Regions from separate parts of the Rattus norvegicus genome. Here region 1 is linked to region 2. Evidence: chromatin contacts called from public Hi-C data. All regions are on one chromosome and are shown on one strand. Each heading gives the region's core, a stretch centred on a gene start, on an enhancer-like site or on the middle of the called end of the contact. The rest is flanking DNA. Distances are from core to core; before and after follow the strand shown.

The links. Hi-C and Micro-C count contacts between places; a contact is called where the count stands out from the background.
Region 1: a Hi-C map of the A7r5 cell line shows a contact between it and region 2, with 9 times the contacts expected there. The contact joins two enhancer-like sites. A contact is called at or near these places in 2 of 12 Hi-C or Micro-C datasets (the A7r5 cell line and mammary epithelial cells).

Annotation. Positions count from the first base shown.
Region 1 is chr17:12,584,336-12,588,948 of GRCr8, reverse strand. No RefSeq gene overlaps it. Among named protein-coding and RNA genes, the nearest start is that of Auh, 110 kb to the right of the region's middle. Within about 2 kb of position 3,033, at least 48 of the 93 cell types and tissues checked have an H3K27ac peak or open chromatin away from gene starts, as enhancers often do. A contact at or near this core is called in the A7r5 cell line, where this site is marked.
Region 2 is chr17:12,309,388-12,313,791 of GRCr8, reverse strand. No RefSeq gene overlaps it. Among named protein-coding and RNA genes, the nearest start is that of Nfil3, 120 kb to the left of the region's middle. Within about 2 kb of position 2,466, at least 11 of the 93 cell types and tissues checked have an H3K27ac peak or open chromatin away from gene starts, as enhancers often do. A contact at or near this core is called in the A7r5 cell line, where this site is marked.

The DNA of each region.
Region 1 (4,613 bases), core at 1,784-4,283, 270 kb before region 2:
TGAGTAACCCGCATCTGTGGTGGCACGGCTCTCCTCCAGGTTAGAAGGCTGATCCTCACATGACTGTTTATTAAATTGCTAGTGACGGGCATTTAAGATTTTACAGCCCAGATAATAAACCCAGCCCTGCGGGTGGCTCCTCAGGGTAGCAAGGACACACCACCGGTGTCTCGGAACCCTGGAGTTTGCCATCACTACGCAGTCAGTGGCCCCTGTGCCATCCCAGCAGAACCCCTCCTGTATGTCATGAGATTGCAATATCCCATGAGTGAGGAACCAGCACGCTGGAGCCTCTAGGCGTTGTGTTTGCCCTGTTTTCCAAAACGACTGTGGAAGGAAATCATGCACATTCTCAGTTCACAATTCACACGTGTATGGGTACACACCTGCCATACATTCCACATGTTCCAACACATATGCAAATATGTACACATCACATACACGCACCACTCACATGCACACATACATGAGCATGCACACACCCATGATATCACATGTGCATATCACATACACACACCACTCACATGCACACATACATGAGCATGCATGCACCCATCACATCACATGTATACATCACATACACACACCATTCCCATGCACCCATACATGATATCACATCTATACATCACATACACACAGCACTCACATGCACACATACATAAGTGTGCATGCACCCATCATAACACACACACACACACACACACACACACACACACACACACACAGAGTCTCTTCTTGGGGGAGCCGGGACACGAGTCATTCTCAAGTGAGAGTCTGAGGGCTTTGTTCTGTGGAGCTTGTCTTTGCCAAGAGCACAGCCCCGTGGCCCATGACTTCTCGTGGGCATGTGTTCCTGGAAGCAGCTTGACATTTGTCACCGGTCTTACAGTGCAGCCAGTTCATAGGTAGCCTCAGCCACCAGGGGTGCACATAGGTAGCCTCAGCTAAGGGGATTTGCTGTCCTTACTCTCCAGCCAAATATTTGGGCTATGAGGAGCTGGAATGCAGTTCTCTAGAGGGTGGCTCAAAAGTCAGTGTGTAAGCACGTTACTGGCCAGAATGTAAAAGTTGGGCCCAGGCAGGTAGGAACCCTCAGTGTTCACTTGCTGTGAGGCTGAGATGGGTGTGCAGCGCTCCAGAGGACACAGGGAGCAGCCAGGGCCTTCTGAATTGCAGGGCCACTGTTCCACCTGCAAACCCCACCCAACCTTGGCCAATCAGATTACCCGAAAGCCTCTTCTTTGTAGGAAAGCACTGAAGACAGGAGCTCAGGAAAGGGGACATGGGCACTTCCTACTTCACATAGCTTTGGGGTATGCAAACTGTTCAGAAGAAAGAAAGGGTGCCTTGAATTATCTTCCTCAGAAGTTTATTTAGGAAACAGTCCAGGCTATTAGCAGAAGTTCATTTGCTGGGTCAGATTGCCTTGCTCTGAAAGTCCCACAACTTCTCTCCAAGCTCCCCTTCCCCCTCACTGAGTTCATAATACGTAACACTGACAGCGGAGAAAACACATAAAACAGCCTATAAGGGTAAGCCAGAGCTTTGCAAAGCTCTTGAACCGCTCTTGAAACACTGGGAGACAGCGAGAGTGCACGTTGAGGAGTTATTCCGTTGGTAGCAACAGGGATGATACCAGACAACTCAAGGGCTTTCCTGGGGTTCAAAAGCTGCCCACTGGAGGATCTGATCGCAGAGGTCAACAGAGAAATGCAAGATCCAGGAACCTAGATAGACCCAGCCAGGTTCCATTGGGCTGCTGACAGAACCACAGCTAAGGGTGGCAAATGTCCGCCACACTGTCCTCCTAACCTAGAGCAGAGGCGTAACTAGGGCTACCCATGACATCATGTCAGTTATCCAGAGAGGTCATAATACCACTCTTTCTGGGCTGAGCAGGGGTGGGGAAAGCTGGGCCACAGGTGCTGGGTCTAAATACTCCCTCTCCCCAGCCAGTCTATCTGAACCATGTCTCTGCGTGCCCCCATCCACCAACATTCTGACTCAGAGGTTGACACCTCCACTGGGTCCTGTCCCCATGGTTGACCTGCTTCTCCACCAGTGGCTCAAACTTCTAGCTGGTCTAAGTTCTCATTGGACCAAGGGCTTTTACACTCCCAGCACCTCCTCCTTCCCATTCCCCTCGTGACAGAGGCTACGGAAGCTTCCGAGTTCTGCTGTGAGCCAAGGTCACCCTTAGAACTGCACGGAAAAAACTGGGGTAGACTGCTCAGTTGATAAAGTGCCTGCGTGCCTGGGAACCTGAGTTCCAATCTCCAGTGGGCTGGAAGTTGCCATCGTGTAAAACCAGACCAGAGTGAAGCCATACCCTGGCCACTAGGCATGACAGGAAACACAGGGTGTCCCTCCAGCCCTGAGAGCCCGGTTCTACTGTCCCCATGGTCCTGCCCTTTCCTGCTGAGGGTTGCAGGCCAAGTGACATTTTCTTTGATCCAGGCCACTTTCGTTTGAACTTGTGCCACTCACAACAAAGATTCCTGACGCATCAGGGCCAAACTCCCTTGATAACATTAAAAGCCGGCCACGGCATGGCATTTACTTTACTTTCCTGGTCCTGTGGACTCGGTAACAGCCACCGCAGTAACTTTCCACTGTGTGTGGAGACACGTCAGGCCTCACCTCGTGGTTCCGAATACGTCTGCCAAGGCCACTGTGCTTTAGTCCTTAGCTTTGTCAGACAGAGCGGTGGACCTGGCTTTTCAATGGCGAGCTAGAACACAGGTAAAATCAAAACACTGCAGAAGAGAGGGTTCCCACAGGAACCCTCTCGCACCAAACTCCCACGCTTAAAAAAGAAACCCCGAGTAGGCTTCTCTATTTCACTCAGTGGCTTAAAAAAAAAAAAAAAGTCGTGAGTCGTGCAGGAAGGGTAAAAAAAAAAAAAAAGTCCAAAAATGCCTCGCTATTTCTGAAGTGCTTTATTTTGGAATTTTCTGCTCTGTTTGAGTGGCCCGTGTTTGTGGGCGAGAATTATGTCATGAGTTAATGATCTCAGGAGGCTGTAAACTTGGGGAAGGAGAAACTTGTGCAAAATGGCCTTGAGGCTGTGGGCTGTGTTGTGTAACAGGCTCGGGAGCACGGGCACGAGTCTGGGATCATAGTGCGGGGCTGCACAGTGTAGCCAGTGTCGTGTCTCCCGCTGACCTTTTCTAAGACAGAATCACAACCATGCCCCCCACCACGCACACGTTGCCAATACCGAAGTTGGATACCGAGAAGCAGAAATAAATGTCAGTCGTCCCCCCCCCCCCCCCCAGTTCCCAAAGGAAGACTTTGAAGTCCCTGGTTGCTGGCAGCCTGGTGTCTTGCCTGCCCATCTTACTCCTAACCACTGTAAAGGCCGTCCTTTAACACCAAAGCAAAATGTTTTCCTGAAGTACTTCCTGGCATCTGGGATGAGAACAATAGGCAGAGGCTTACAATAGATTATTTTATACGTAAGAAAAGCAGAAGGTCAGAGGCGGAGGGGTAGGGGTGGGGGAGCCAGGCTGTGCACGTCATAGCCCTCCATCGGTGTTTAATGCCGTTGAGCAACCACGCTGGCGAGAAACCATTACTTAATCCTGCCAGTATTATCCAGAAAGAATGCTTGCGAAATACCGAAGACAAATATGCTGTAATTATTACATGCACAGAGAGCTTGTCAAGCATAAACTGTTAGTGTAACATCAACACAGCCTCCTGCTCCATTGGAGTGGGCCAGTAATTAGCACCGACAATGGACAGTGTGTGTGAGCGGTGGGGGGCGGGGAGATGGGAGGACAAGAGAGAGCAGTGTTCAGGGCCTCCACAGGCCTGGCACACAGGCCTTGCTCTTCAAGACGCTTCTGTCTGAAAATACTTCAGAGCCAAGCACCATTGGCATTGCAGAAGAAAATGGGGAGACACCCGGTTCTCTGACACTTCAGAAAGAAGGGACCACAAAAGTTAACCAAACCTCTCCTTCCTTTCACCGTCCTTCCTATTTTCTCCTTTCTACATTCTTCTCTTTGTATCCTTCCTTTTTCCTGCCCCTTCTGTCCCTCTTCCTTCCTCCCCCACATCCCCTCCCTCCTCCCTCACACCCCCTCCCTCCTCCCTCACACCCCCTCCCTCCTCCCTCACACCCCCTCCCTCCTCCCCCACACCCCTCCCTCCTCCCTCACACCCCCTCCCTCCTCCCTCACATCCCCCTCCCTCACATCTCCTTCCCTCCTCCCCCACACCCCTCCCTCCTCCCCCCACCCCTCCCTCCTCCCTCACACCCCCTCCCTCCTCCCTCACACCCCTCCCTCCTTACACCCCCTTCCTTCTTTCTCACATCCCCTTTCCTCCTCCCTCACATTCCCCTCCCTCCTCCCTCACATCCTCCTCCATCTTCTCCCTCATATCCCTCCCTCCTCCCTCAAATCCCTCTCCCTCCTCCCCCATATCCCCCTCTATCTTCTCCCTCATATCCCTTTCTCCTCCCTCACTCCCCTCCCTCCTCCCTCACATCCCTTTCTCCTCCCTCACTCCCCTCCCGCCTCCCTCAAATCTCCCTCCTCACTCACATTTCCCTCCCTCCTTCTCATGTCTCTTCCTCTTTCCTCCTCTCCCCCTTCTTCTCCCTC
Region 2 (4,404 bases), core at 1,217-3,716:
ACTTACTGATGGACCTAGTTAGGTGAATTCCGTGGCGGTGATCCCCAGAGCTTCAAGAGAAAATGAATTTGCTCCTTCGCCTTAAAATTCCTTCCCAGTGACATTTGGACAAAAACATTACACTTGAATAGGATAGCACGGGTTAGATCGAGTCCCTCTCTCCCCTGGTCCCAACCCTGCCCTGCTCATTTACTGTGGTTGTAATGTCTGATATCTCAGAAGTGACTGGGTTAGCAGTTAAGGGGCTCTTCCAAGGTAGTGGACTAAAAATGAGGTTCCCAGAAAGAGCCCAGATTCTGTGATTGATTAGACAAAAATCTGGATACAGAGAGGCTAACTGGGGAAAGGCACATCTACAAGCCAAGGAACAGGCCTCAAACTCCCAACACCCAGAGTAGAGAGATTCCATGCCTGGAGTCAGTCATCCAGTCTGGAGTGCCCTGTCACAGCACACCAAGCTGACTAATGCCGGGAGTTCGCCAGTGACGCAGTTGCAGAAAAAAAATGATTTTTTAAAAATACATCTAAGTTGACAGACAGAAGAAAATAGAAGTGAGTCATTTCTCCGCTAAGGTAGCATCGGTTTGGAGAGATGGCTCAGTTGGCAAGTACGAGGACCCAAGTTCAGATAGAAGCTGGATGTAGTGACAGTGTCTGAAATGCAGTGTAGGACGATCACAGGGCAGAGACAGGAAATCCCTGGAGCTCACTGGTCAACAAGCCTAGCTGAATCCAGGAACACCAACTTCAGTGAAAGACCCTTTCTTACAAAAACAAGGTGAAGACAAGAGCAGAAGATACCCTAATTGACCTCTGGCCATCCCACATATGTACACATGCACATACGTGTGTGTACACATGCATATACACACATGTATGCGCACCTACCACCAACAGACACACATATATATCCCCACAGAACCACATACTTTTGTGGTTTCCCCTGAGTTATCTGTATTTTGATGCTAATTCCACTGCCCCAAGGACAGCTGCCTAGTCACATACTCAGGAATCAGGTGACTTCACCAGAACCTTCTCCCCATTGAATTTGTAAAGTACAGTTGAGGGGCAGGTACAAGATAGAAGGAGGCCTGTCATTGGAGGAGAAGGAAGGATGGGCGGGAGAGAAGTTTGAAGGAAGAGGAGAGAGAGGAGACAGCGGAGGAGAGGGTGAGAAGCCATGGCAGGTGATGTTAAGGTTCTGCTCTGTGTATTTTACAGGTTGTTATTAATGTTCCTAGGGATGCATGGTACCGGGCTTTGTATGTTTAAGTGGGCAATTATATCTTACCAATTGGGTTAAAGATTATTGTGTTGTGTGTCCTTTTATGTGGGGGTTTGAGTGTAGGAAAGTGCGGCTGGGATGTGTTTCTGCCAAGATATCTAGCAGATACCTTGGGCACCGCAGTACAGGACCCAGCGAGGTAAAAGGCAACTCTACTTTTTATTTTTATATTTTTACAACAACAATGTACATAACACACATACACGTTTAATCAAACATCGCATCTTCCCGGGGGTTTTTACGAACAACATAAACAGCTGGGACCTTTCCATTCCCCGTTTTGGACAATGTTGCTGCTTTGGCATGGAGGACCTGATACAAACCCAGACCTCTGTTCTACTTCTGGTTGTTTCTGGCCCCGTGGCACCATCTATCAGTAGCCTGCCTATAAGAATCCAGGCAATCCAGGCAATACTGTGTTGCAGTATTGAGAATGGCCGCCTGACTCATTGAAATATACGCACATCAAAGTACTCGGTGAGAGTTGGGTGCAGCTGGGAGACTGCTCACCGAGCGAGCACAAAGCCCTGGCTCTGATGCCCAGCACTGTGGAAATAGGGCATGGTGGTGCGCACCCCCAATGCCAGCTTTTGGGAGGTAGAGGCAGGTGGCTCAGAGATTGAAGGTCTATCCCTGGCTACAGAGTGAGTTCCAAGCCAGCCTGGAACATATGAGGATCCTGTCTCCAAAAACAATTTTTAAGTTATAAAAGCATAAATTGGTAAATAATTGAACTATTACATGTAAGACTCTATATGTGCATCTGGAAACTCGGGAAAAAAAAAAGCACGTCTCTACGTGTAATCTCCTACTCTTAGCAAGCCTAATGAGGCCAGAAAGATCCTGTGTGACAGAAACGGAAGGGAATGTGGTCCACATAGCCCGCAGGTTACATCAGAAAGGTTACACCTCAAATTTTAATCCATCAACATCTGTTCAATAAATGCTTTCTAAATACGGACTGGTAAGAGGCCCTCCCTTTACATGCTAAGGGGGTACAGTGGGACAGAGCATCTGATGGTTGGAACACCAGGCCCTGACTCTAGACAAGTCATGGTTAGAAGTCATCAGAGGCATAAGTTATTTAGCTAACTAGGGCTTAACAGTATCAGTGTTATTTAGACCGTGCGGTAACCAAGTTATAAATAACCCACGGTCTCACTTGAGAGTCATTTCAAACAGAAAGGAAAAATAGTGGCCTGAATACTTGACAGAAATTCCACAGTCAGAGGCCACTAACTGCGTGCTAGACAAGCCAGTCACAAAACGCCTGCCTGTTTATGTCTTCGTCATACAAACGACAGCTTGTGATTTTGTAACCATCGGGGTCAGCACAATTCAGTTTGCAGTGTTTGTCTCCTTCGGTAGTCTGCTTTGACCCCGGTTCGCCTCTGGCAAGCACATGGATTTAATGAAAAAGAGACCCTTGGTCCCTTGTTATTTCTTAATTTCCTAGGAATGACTAATTAGGTTCAGAGATATCTGTTGAGTGTGTGTGTGTGTGTGTGTGTGTGTGTGTGTGTGTGTGTGTGTGTGTGTAGTGAGCTAGACATCTTAGTAGCTCAGGTTTCCTGGATCAGATGATTAGGAAAGCCACCCCCTCAGCCTTACAGGAAACTCTTGGGTTTCCCCTACTGGTCCCCCTTGCTACAGACTCCTACAGATACAAGAGTTTAAAATCTCCCCCTGCTGGCCTCTCTGTGAAATCCAACAGCTCAAATCCTGTTCACTTAAGCGTCAGATCACATCTGGACTGTGGTAAGTTCCTTCCGTTGCTGTGACAAATGCCCCAGATGGACCAAAATAGAAGAACTGCTTAGTTTGGCTCATGGTTTCCGAGGCTTCTGTCATGGTTGGCTCAGTCATTTGCAAGGGCCACAGTGACCAGCACATTGGGAGTGTGCGGTAGAACATAGCTGCTCGTCAGGAAATAAACCAGGGTGGGGACACGGACCCAATAGCCTGCAGCCTCCCTCTGTGTTGTACCTCCTTCGTTTGGACCACCTCTTCATTGTAGCAGTAACCTCCATCTCTATCAGCAAGTTAACCTGTCCATTAGATCAGAGTCCCCCCAGGACACAGTCACCTCCTAGTGTTCACCTCTGGACACTGCTGCTGTGGGGGATTCAAGAGTTCAGCACATGAGCATTGGGGTTGGGTGGGGTTTAGGTCTCAGAGCATCATGCCATTTCAATGGATGTTTTCTGGTGGCGGCCCTCTAAAATGACAGACGTAAGTAACAGAAGGGACACCTTCTGGGGGCTCCTCCCACACACTCTCAGGGATATGTCGCTACCTGCCCCTACCATTCCACCTCCAAACCTCCACAGGAGACATGACTATAGGCAGGGCTATCCATACCTGTGATGCCTCGGGTCACAGGAGGACGCCAGAGCATGGCTGCTGCTTTTTGTTTAGTTTGCTCTTATGGATGACAAAAGGGTGAGAGGTATTAGCAGCAGAGGATTAGCACAGGGACTCCTGCTCTCTGTTCTTTCGGGGTTTCCTATAGGCTCCAGGGCTGGCCTCGGCATAACTCTGGTGGTGGTGGCCTCTACACCGCTGGCTGCTTTTTTTTTTTTTAACTCACTTTGCTAGCCTGTACATGTAAGTACTGTTTACTGCCCATACCCTCCCTATTGTCCCTTACCCCTCCCAGCTGTCCCCTCTGTTGACCTGGAGAGTTTCACATCTCCGTTCTACTGTGACTAGCATTGCGGAGGACACTGTGTACTGTTATCTCTGTGGTACTGCCTTCCTGTTTCTCTAGAAGAGCTCTCTGGGCCCTGTTTCTGCCTCTTATGACGGGCACAATCTTCCCTCCCGCATGAGGATGCTGTCAGTCTTATATGGTTAGCAGGTACACATTCCGGCCCTGCATTGGATCTTGTCTGTTGACCTTCACACACCAAGTCGCTGGTCAGCCTTTTGTTTCCTTTTTGGCACTTTTCTTCATTCTAAATCCACAGGCGAAGAATCTGACTCAAAAGAAGTCACCCGGGTGAATGGTGAGAACTAAGGACGCTGGGTGTAAACACAGCCCGACAATGATGAGGACTCTAGCGCCACCTGCTGCCCACTCATGTCCTCGCAGAGGTTTGGAGAAGCCAACTTCTGGT